2 separate regions of the Pelodiscus sinensis genome follow, and region 2 is linked to region 1. Evidence: chromatin contacts called from public Hi-C data. All regions are on one chromosome and are shown on one strand. Each heading gives the region's core, a stretch centred on a gene start, on an enhancer-like site or on the middle of the called end of the contact. The rest is flanking DNA. Distances are from core to core; before and after follow the strand shown. Region 1 holds the start of KNSTRN (kinetochore localized astrin (SPAG5) binding protein). Region 2 holds the start of CCDC32 (coiled-coil domain containing 32).

Region 1 (5,251 bases), core at 714-3,213:
CCGTTGCTGTCTTTTTAGAAAGGAGCTCTGCTTTCTTGGTAGATCTACAGAGACTGAAACCACAGAAAGAATCATTATTGTCAATTATGTAGCATTTTGCCAAACCAACCATCAACTTAACAAAAGTCTGATTTTCTATGCATATTTTTGCTATGACTAGGTTTTTAGTAATCTAAAAATGTCTGAAAGATGCACTAAAGTTTGTCTGTGCATGTAGCTTCCAGTTACCTTTGGTTTTTAGCTTTGATTACACCATCTTCTGGAACATTTGAGCTAAAAGTGAAATTGGGATCTTTGCTGAATTCTGGCTCTACTGTTTTGTTGATATGTTGTTTCTTTGATGGAAATGAAGTCTGTGCATCTGCAAAAAGATGAACCACCACAGAGCAATGTAAGGAATTAACAAGAGCAAGCAGTTCTCCAGCTTGTGCATGAAAAAAAAAAAATCTTGAACTTAGGCAGAATTAGGGACATGAACATGTACCCATATACACCGTTAACCAATGAGGCTGGGCTCATTAGTTAACCATCACAGTTACGTGCAGCCCCCCCCCATCAGAGGCAGCTTCATTGGAGGGGGGAGGGGGAGAAAGAGAGGGAGGAAAAGGAAATAGGAGGGATTCCCTGCAAGCACCAGCTACCACCTCCCCCTTCCTGGCATGTAAATGTGTAACTGCTCAGTAGTTACACATTTACAAAAACAAACACATTTTATCATCTGTAGGTAGAATCACTTGCACATTAACATTTCCTTCTAACAAGATGCGAATAGCAATAACAAAAAAGCATCCTAACCCCTCCCCCCCATTCCTATAATCTCCAAAGGGGATACAGGCTCACCTTGAATATTTTATGATCTTTAACTTTTGGAGGGGCTATGGTAAACAATTTCAGAATGTAGTTCACCATTCCAGCACGGAGTGGGAGGGCTTCATGTCACAGACTATCATTTCAACATCAGGCAGGTACAGGAACACTGCTTTGATAGCCAATGCGGCGCCATATTGAGCAAAGAACAGAACGATTTAAAACTTTTAGGCTGTCTCTAGACTGGTCAGTTTTTCCCAGAAAATCAGCCGCTTTGCCGGAAAAACTTGCCAGCTGTCTACACTGTCCGCTTGAATTTCCACAAAAGCACTGACTTCCTACTGTAAGAAGTCAGTGCTTCTTGCGGAAATACTATGCTGTTCCCGTTCAGGCACAAGTCCCTGTTGCGCAAAGCTTTTGCGCAAAAGGGCCAGTGTAGACAGCTCAGATTTGTTTTCCACAAAAAAGCCCCGATCGCAAAAATGGTGATCTGGGCTTTTTTGTGGAAAAGCATCCGTGCTAATCTAGACGCTCTGTTCCAAAAATGCTTTTAACGGAAAACTTTTCCGTTAAAAGCATTTCCAGAAAATCATGCCAGTCTAGACGCAGCCTTCGAGTAGGAGAAACATCTCGTGTGATTAAATCACATCCAGAGTGGGCCCATTCACCCTAAGAACGGGAAGGGCCGTATTCCCGCCTGCCGCTCACTCAGCACTAGAGACACTGACTGTCTGGCGCACACCTGCTCCCTGCCTAGGCTCTGAAACCAACAGCGGCTCGGGGGACTCTGGCACTGGGACCACAAGCTGAACCCCCCCCCCCCCCCCCCCCGACAACGCGCTCGGGCGGGCGCCGCGGACCTGTGGGGAGGCGGTGGGAGGGCGCGGGGCGCTGGCGGGAGCCATAGACCGGGATCCTGGAAGTCTCGCGCTCCATGGCCCCATCTGTCGGCGCGAGACACCGCGAGGGGTTGCCCGGCCAGCCCGGGGCTCTGCGCAGAGCCGAGCAACAGACACGGCTCCGTTCCCGCGGCCGTTTGAAATGGGGACGGCTACGGAAGGAGGACTGGGCAAAGAAGCGCGCAGGCGCAGAGCCGGCTGGCGGCACCTTCCTAGTGCGCAGGTCCGGCCCAATGCTGCACATGCGCGGTGGGGAAAGTGAAGCCCCCGCACGGCTTCACTCCCTGCCCTGAGCCGCGAGGGGTAAATGGGAGGGGCGTCGCCGGGGAGCGCACGTGACCCCTCAGGGAGTCTCCCTTGGGCGGTGAGAATGGGCGGGCAACATCCTGCCTCCAGGGGTCTGCGTGACGCTGCGTGGCTTTGAGGTGAGGGAGGCGGAATCCTCTCTAGGCGGTGGCTACCAGCTAGCCAATGGCGCGGCAGAGCAGCCACCCCTCAGCCAATGGCGTAGCAAGGCAGCCACCCCAGTCCTGCCTAGCCCTGCTGCGGGACCGCTCGGGCGTGTAGGCGCCGTCTGCCTGTTCCACCTACGCGTGAGACAGCGCGAGTAGTGGAGTCCTCGCGCTTAAGCCCAGTGGCAGAGCCCGGCATAGGCAGACCTAGCAACTGTTCAGTGCCGGGCTTAGTCTAGGCCCCTCGATTTTGAGGTGGGGGAAAGTTTGCAGTTAGTCGCTTGTAGGGGAAGAGGGGAAATATTCCTGGACGTGCTGGCTCCCAATGAGGAAACCGGTAGCACCTGTTCAGTAGCTAGCACAGGCCCAATATGCAGGAATTGCGAGGTGTGTGTGCACGTGCACTTTTTTTTTTTGGTAAATGTGAACTGCAAGGGTGCGAACACTCCTCCCCCTCCCCCACCGTGGTCCCTCCAGTAAGCGTGCTCTGGAGAGGAGACTAAGCGGGGAGGGTTATGATAGGTATATATAATAACGGCTACGTCTAGACTGGCATGATTTTCAGCAAATGCTTTTAACGGAAATGTTTTCCGTTAAAAGCATTTGCGGAAAACGTCTAGATTGGCACGGACGCTTTACCGCAAAAGCACTTTTTGCGGAAAAGTGTCCGTGCCAATCTAGACGCACTTTTGCACAAAAAAGCCCCCATCGCCATTTTCACAATGGGCTTTTTTTGCACAAAACTAATCTGAGCTGTCTACACTGGCCCCTTTGCACAAAAGCTTTGCGCAAAAGGACTTTTGCCCCAACGGGAGCAGCATATTATTTCCACAAGAAGCACTGATTTCAGACAGTAGGAAGTCAGTGTTCTTGAGGAAATTCAAGCGGCCAGTGTAGACAGCTGGCTGGAAAAACTTGCCAGTCTAGACACAGCCAACAGGTACGGAGGAAGTGAGTAAGGAAAAGTTAATATACTTTTTCCCCACACCATAAGAACTAGAAGTCACCAAATGAAGTCAACAGGTGGCAGGTTTAAAACAAATGAAAAGAAAAAATGTAAAAAACAACAAATAGTCTAGTAGCACCTTAAAGATTCTGCGGATGTCCAGTCACCTGAAGAAGTGGGTTGTATCCACAAAAGCTCATGATACCATCTACATATTTTGTTAGTTTTTAAGGTGCTACTAGACTATTCGTTTTTAAAGTTTTTCTAGTACAGACTAACTCGGCTACTCCTCTGAAGCAAATGAGAGGAAGTTTTTCTTCATGTAGCACACTGTCAACCTGTGGAACTCCTTGCCAGAGGATGTGAAGATCAGGACTTTAACAGGGTTCAAAAATGAACTATATAAATTCATGGAGGTTAGGTCCATCAATACTTATTAGCCAGGATGGATAGGAATAGTATTCCTGAGTCTCTGTCAGAAAGCTGAGATGAGATATTGCTACTCTGTAAATAAGCTACAGAGGGAAATACCAGGGAGGGTGAAGAGCTATGTATGCTAAAGAATAAAGTGTGCACAAGAACAAATAGATATAAACTGGATATGAACAAATTTTGGCTGGAAATTAGAAAGTTTCTCACCATCAAAGGGGTGAGATTCATGCAATAAAATTTGTGAGGATAAAGAATTTAATTTCAAGGAAATGGACAAATTTCTGAGTGCAGTTATATGAGTGGATTGCTTGTGATGGTAGCAAGGAAGGCTTACCAGTTCTGAGTCTCACTTTGTTTATGTCCTAGCTCTCTAAATGCTCATGCTTCTGGTTTTCAGATAGCTACTTGCAGGGATCTGGAAGGGAATATTCTAAGCAGTGGTGTTTTTGTTTTAAAAATCTTCATCCAAGCATCAGGAATAGCCATGGCTGGAAATGGGATATTGGATAGGAGGACCAGGACTAGATTCCTTGCTCACATGCCCATCACATGTTAGTCAAGGTGAAATTTTCCCCCATCCGATTGGCAGTAACTTTAGAGGCCTTCCTTTGCAGTGAGTGGGGTGCAGGTCACTCACTGGGCTTATCTGGGTATATCTCATAATTTCCCTGCCATTATGAGGGTCTCAGGCACTACTGGTACTCCTCAGTCTCTTCTGTTATTTGCCTGTGCCACATAATAGTTTAGCCTCCTGTAATCTTAGTGTTTTCGTCTAACTTTGGCTTTAGGTTTACGGTGATGGTGTTCTGTGATATACAGGTTTGTTGAGATTAGTGGTTTTAAAACATATTTGATCAAGCCCCCCCCCTTTTGTGTCTGTAGTCATTTATGCCCCTCATATACTGCCACCCAGCAAGACATGCAAGCAAACTATTGGCCTCTGCCTTGTTTTTAGGGTCCCATTTGACATTCTGGTAGGCTTCTCCACATCAGTCTTGATTAATTCCATGAACAATTAGTTCCAAAGCTGTAATAATAAACAGGTGTGCTTCATAGAAGTGTTGATACACAATATGTCTTTTTACTGACCTTGTCCTGAACAGGTCAATTTATGCCTTCTGACCCTATGTCTCTGATAACTCTTTGCTGATGATGGACAAAAGCAGACCTTCATACTTTGGACTTTTCAGGAAAAATAGGCAGCAAGACAGCTTGTCCATAGTGTTTCGTACATATGGCAAACCACAGGAATGAATAATTACAAGGCTGAAACAATGTGAACTGCAATGTACATATACTGCTTTGTGATAGTTCTCTTATGCTGCGCTGTACTCCAACATTATCCCTTGACATGTTTACTGCACCATCATAGCCTTGTCCTTATTTTCAATACATCCAGTCCTAGTTCGTTTAGAGTTTTGATAATACTATTACCAATATATTCACCAAATTATTTCCAAATGCAAAAAGGCCACGAAGTCTTCTTGAATATTCTTATTTTTGTCTTCAAAACGAACGCACAATGCCAGCTCTTCTTTGTTATGACTGAAGAAAGATGCAACCTTTATCTCTTCAGGTAGTTTTTGGCAAATAATATCATGATCAATTAAGTCTATTAGTTCTTTCTGAATTCTTGGTGATGTATACGGTAATTGGCATTGTGGTTATTCAAACCAATGCTGAATATATGATCATGCAGAATAGGGTCGTGTCTG
Region 2 (5,251 bases), core at 1,097-3,596, 440 kb before region 1:
CCACTACATGTAGCAAAGGCAGTGAAGAAAGGCATGGAGGGGCAACTGCTGGAGTCTTTCATTACTGTAGGGAAATGCTCCAGCAACAGCTGTGTCAACTTGTGAGGCCCTGCTTGGGTATGTCCAGCGCTGGTAGGGTATATAATTGTAAGCATATTAGGTGCTGTTCTTGCCTAAGCCATGCTTTGCTATCATCTACACTGCTATTTTTACCAATGCCAGTGCTACATGCTGTGTCAGTTCACCATACACTGTCCTAAATGTAAACATACCTTGTGTCAAGAAACAGTGATCAGACATTTGTACTTTCTACACTTCATAAAGAGTTTTGTTCTTCAAATTAGGGATGTTATGAACTGTGTAATTTGGTAATTGTGTAGCCAACAAAAAATTGTTCCTTACACAGTTAACCAATAAGTGGCTCTGCAATGGGGGTTGCTGCCAGGACTGGCACGAGCCAGGACTGAGCCAGCATGTCTGTGTGCCAGCTCCCAAAATACTTTAAATGCAGAGCCACAAGGGGGGGGGGGGATGTTTTCCATGTAGCTGATAGGATTAAACGATAAGCCACTGCTTATTTAATTGTTTAACCAGCTATACTATTACATCCCTACTTCAAATACAGTAGCCCCATGAGAATTCCCAGCCTTCAAAGGGTAGAATCTTGTTCTTTCTTTGAGAGAAACCCATGAGTAGACCCATTCTGATACTTTTCTTCTTGAACTAGCAGAAAGAGTGCATATGGGCTCTTTCCCGTTCCTGACACTATTCCAAGGCAAGACTTGCTAGCATAGTAAATCAAGACCTGCAAACTTATCCTGTGTCTTCCCTCTACCAAAGAATCACTGAGTTTTATGCAGTTATTACACATACCATAAAAGTGTCATTCTGCTACAAGTTTCATACCTATTGACTGAGGAGAATCCATGTATGGGAAATACTTGATGTAGTGGGCTCTATCTGTGGCCATTAACACATCCAAGACTCGTTGAGATTTAATCACTCCATTTTCTACAAAAAGAATGGAGAGGAAGACTTCAGCTATTTAGCACTGTATAAAACACTCAGGTTTAGAAGGAGAGGCAGTGGAACCATAATCATTGTCCAAAAAGCAGTGGGGAATACCAATACAAATGTGAATGCTTAACAAGTAAACCTCACCCTTAATGGATGTGCCTTATGGGTTAAGGTTAACAGGTGAGGCCTGGAGCAGCTCCCTACCTGCTACCTGGTCAGGGGCTTCTCTGGCTGGGCCCAGAGTAATTCCCCCCCTCCCATTTAAATGGTTAAACAACGTTTAACCTGTTAACCCAGGGGGTCTCGAGCTTTGTGATACCCCCCCCAAATTGCTCGCAACCCCCCAGGGGGGTCAGGACCCACAGTTTGAGAATCACAGGGTTAACCAATTAAATGGGATTTTACTCAACTATTCTAGTCCCAAAACAGCACATTGGATCTCTGTTATATGTAACTGTCTAGAGAATTACACAACTAGTGTTGTGCATAAACCCAAATTACATCCCCCTCCCCCCATCAGAGAGACTTTGGGCCTTAGTCTCTTATTAATCCTAGCTTCGTGTTCTTCTTAGAATTAGAAACAGAATGGTTTCAGGCTGTGACATCCAGATTGTGATGGGGATAAAGACAGAAGCACCAAAACTATTGCATGACATTTTAGAATGATTGATTACAACCCCAGTCTATTGTAGGTTTGATTTTTCACACCTGTTAAAGTGCTGAGAAATTTTATCATCAGCTTTAAATGTGATCTCTGAAGAGGGGCTGCTGGTGGTACTCACTGTAAAGATTATTGAGTAGCTCAGCATGTGTTTTCCCACTTGAAGTCCAGGCCATGGTTCTTGTGAGCAACAGTCCCATGAACACAGTAAGCATAATACACTGTAGGCACTGCTCATCTCTTAGAAATGCACAGTGGCCTCCCAGGCCTTGTGTGTCAGTCATGAAAGGAAGGAGAGGTGGAAGAAAGAGAGAGACAAAGTTTAAAACCAGCTCTGATAACAGCCTGAAGAACTCAAAATCTTGGCCATTTGTGACTGGGAAAGTTAAAATGATATACATTCTCTACAGCCAATAAACAATTCTAATGACCTTTGCATTTGTTACAGCCTGATTACTAACCCTGAAAAATCAAGGCCTCAGACCACAAAGATCTGCACTACAAGAATGCCTCAGATTGCTCTGGCAACTAAGGATGTTAACAACGAATTTACTAGTCAAGTAGTCCATAGGCACGTCTGCATTCCTCCTTTGAAATGTGCACCTTTGTAACTGAGGAGCCACTGTAAAAATCAGCAGTAGCAGGATCTTTTTAAAAGTCACTAGTCAAATACCACGTTCAGCTGTAGGGGCTGCTTTGTGCAAAGCTCCTGGCCGTTCATTTCGCTGGAAAGTCTTGGGCCTCACCCAAAGGGGCGATTAGGACGCGCAGTAAAGTGCAATGCAACACGTCGTGTGGGGGAGAGGGGGCGGGAGAATCAGAGAAACGTCCCGTTGCACAACAGCGCGCGGGCGCCTTACTGGCGAGGGGGCCGGGGGCGGCCCTGAGGGCTGCGCAGTTTCCAGTCTCGCCCCTCTCAAGGCCGCCCCGCTGCTCTGACCCGCCTGGGCGCGCACCAGCCTGGCAATTTAACCCTCGGACTCAAGGGCCAGCGAGTAAGAACCGGAGGCGAAAAAATCAACCCTCCCCGCGCGGGAGGCTGCGGGTGCAGCGCGGGAAGCTGAGACGCGCGCCCCGGCCCAGCTCGAGGCGGGGGCGATTGGCGCCGCGGAAGGGAGCAGCGCAGCCCCGCCCGCGCAGCGGACTGGGGGCTCCAAGCTCGCAGGAAGTGGGGCGGAGCGGGGCACGACACCGCAGCGTCCTTCCCTAGCACCCCGCGCTGCCCCTGCGGAAGTGGGAGCATCAGACTCACCTGCGCAAGCGCACTAGGCCCTCCTCCGCGCGCTCATACCGCAGACAGGCCCACTTTCCCGGCCTCACCTAGTCTATGAGTTACAGCGGCTGCCCTTCCTGGCGTTTGTTGTAGGAAAGGACAACTTCCGCCCGGTTTTAAGATGGCGTCACGCCAAGCACGGCGCTATATTCCCCGCCCTCTGGCACTTGGTGTAGCCAATGGCTGGCATGGCAGTGCCCTTCCGTCGCTGATTTGTCAGGCTGCACGTCAGTGACACCTCAGCGCGCCCCGATTCGTCCTAGCCTGGGGGAAGAGGGAGCGGCAGTGGGGGACGCAGGTAGGTGGCTCATTGAGCTGTGCGGGTCCTGGGGTATCGCAGCTGTCGGGGGGAAGGGAAAGGAGGAGGAGGAGGAGGAGGAGGGGGGGACTGTCAGCGCACCTCTGGGTCCTGCTGGGGAAAGGCCGAGGAGGCAGCTCCAGCGGCAGCTCCCCAAGGCTGAGGGGCCTCCGTGGTGAGGCCATTGGCATCGCCACCAGCCGAAAGGCTGCACCTGCTAGGATTTTGAACCTTTATTTTCATGCCTGGCCAATGCCCCCTGAAGCAAGCAACGTGCCCCGCAAGGAAGATGGGCAGCCCCCCACTTGTTTACCTTCCCCTGAATGGGGATGCGCATGCAATGGGATCTGAACCACACTTGGTTGTTTTGGATTTATATAACGGAACAAGAACATTTTTGTAATCACACCTTTTTTGCCCATGTGAATAGGCTTCAGCAAATCTGAGACTTTATTCACTGCAGCAGAATTGCTGCCTTCTGAAATCACGTTTGGTTTGAAAATTTTAGGCTTAGCTCAATGGCCAGTAAACTACATGATGGCCCCACTGCAATAGGGTGACTCTTTACAAAATATTTTAAAATGGTCTGAGTTGCAAGCTCTTCTGAATCATTCTATTATGATTCATACAGTAATAGATCACATAATCCTAGTATACAAATACAGTCTATTACAGGGGTTAGCAATCTTCAACATGCAGCCCATCAGGGTAATCCACTCTTGTGCTGAGACATTTTGTTTACATTGACTGCCTGTAAGTACAGCCCCCTGCAGTTCCCATTGGCTGTGGTTCACCATTTCCAGCCAATGGACCTGCAGAAAGTGGCAACAAAACATCTCACAGTAGATTACCCTGATGGACAGTGCGCCAAAGGTTGCTGACCCCTAATCTATTAGTACAAATTTCCTTTTATTGAATGAGAGAAATTTGACTTTGTGATTCTCTGAAATGAGCTTTCAAAAAAATCTGAAAACATTTTCTTTATTTAGATATAGGGGTGGGCAAAGAATCAAATGTAGATATAAATATTGGTTTACAATTGATGCTGACAGATTATCACATACATTTTTTTCAGGAGTTCTCCATAATGAAAATGATTGAGAATGTTGACTCTGTAGTGACTAGGTCAAGCCAAGACCTCTGGGCTGAAATCTGTTCATGTCTGCCAGATCCAAACCTGAAAGAAGGCTCTAGAGATGCTTTTGCAGATTCCTTCACAGATTCTTACATCAGTGGAAAAAGCCAGGATGAAGAACTGTGTGGTTCTTTCCAAGCAAATCTGAAACCCTGGGCACCTCTGAAAGATTCAGAGATATATTTAGCATCACTAGGTGAGTGTATGATAAAATACTGATTTCTGAGATTGCTTCAGTCGGAAAATAAGTTTTGAGAATGTGGTGTCTTCTGTCAGTGTCAACATTAACGATTTAACATTGCACAAAGAACTGATGTCAGTATGTGCAGAGTGTGCAAGAAAGAAGGATGGTCAAATTAATGTGATTGTGGCTCAGGGAAGGATGGTCAAACTAATGTGATTATGGTTCATCCGCCTCACCAGCCACCATGCTCCACTCCCAACCCAACTGGACTGCCGGTCACCAGCCTCCTGGCGCCAACCCAACTGGGTTCTTGGCCCTGGCAGGGCTCCCAGCTCCACTTGCTGGGGCTCTGTTATCCAGGAACATCTGAGGTCCTGCTGGACCATGGATGTTGCCAATCATATAGTCCCAGTTTAGAAAGGTTCATCCTATACAGGCAGTCCCCGGGTTACATGGATCCGACTTACATCGGATCCCTACTTACAAACAGGGTGAGGCAACCCCGCACTAGCTGCTTCCCCCCAAGCAAACCAGGGAGACGCGAAGCTAGCGCCCTCCCCCCCCCCAGCAGACCAGGAAGACGCGGAGCGGCTTTTTTCAGCAGACACCTCAGCTTGAGAATAAAGGACTAAGGGAAGTGAGGTATGGGAGAATAAAACTGAGCTCTGGAGAAATGTTTGGCT

What was found. A called contact is a pair of places that touch in the nucleus more often than the background predicts.
Region 2: a Hi-C map of blood shows a contact between it and region 1, with 7 times the contacts expected there. The contact joins the promoter of CCDC32 here to the promoter of KNSTRN in region 1. A contact is called at or near these places in 2 of 5 Hi-C or Micro-C datasets (blood and an unstated tissue).

What each region holds. Positions count from the first base shown.
Region 1 is chr4:62,692,426-62,697,676 of ASM4963464v1, reverse strand. KNSTRN (kinetochore localized astrin (SPAG5) binding protein) reads right to left here and starts at 1,963. Exons shown (of 8, transcript XM_075927095.1): 1 at 1,668-1,963; 2 at 229-361; 3 at 1-53. The coding sequence starts at 1,950.
Region 2 is chr4:63,134,514-63,139,764 of ASM4963464v1, reverse strand. It overlaps CCDC32 (coiled-coil domain containing 32), which reads left to right and starts at 2,346. Exons shown (of 4, transcript XM_006128662.4): 1 at 2,346-3,249; 2 at 4,325-4,580. The coding sequence starts at 4,337. It overlaps LOC102463330 (protein-L-isoaspartate(D-aspartate) O-methyltransferase-like), which reads right to left. Exons shown (of 8, transcript XM_075926111.1): 2 at 1,800-1,946; 3 at 907-1,011.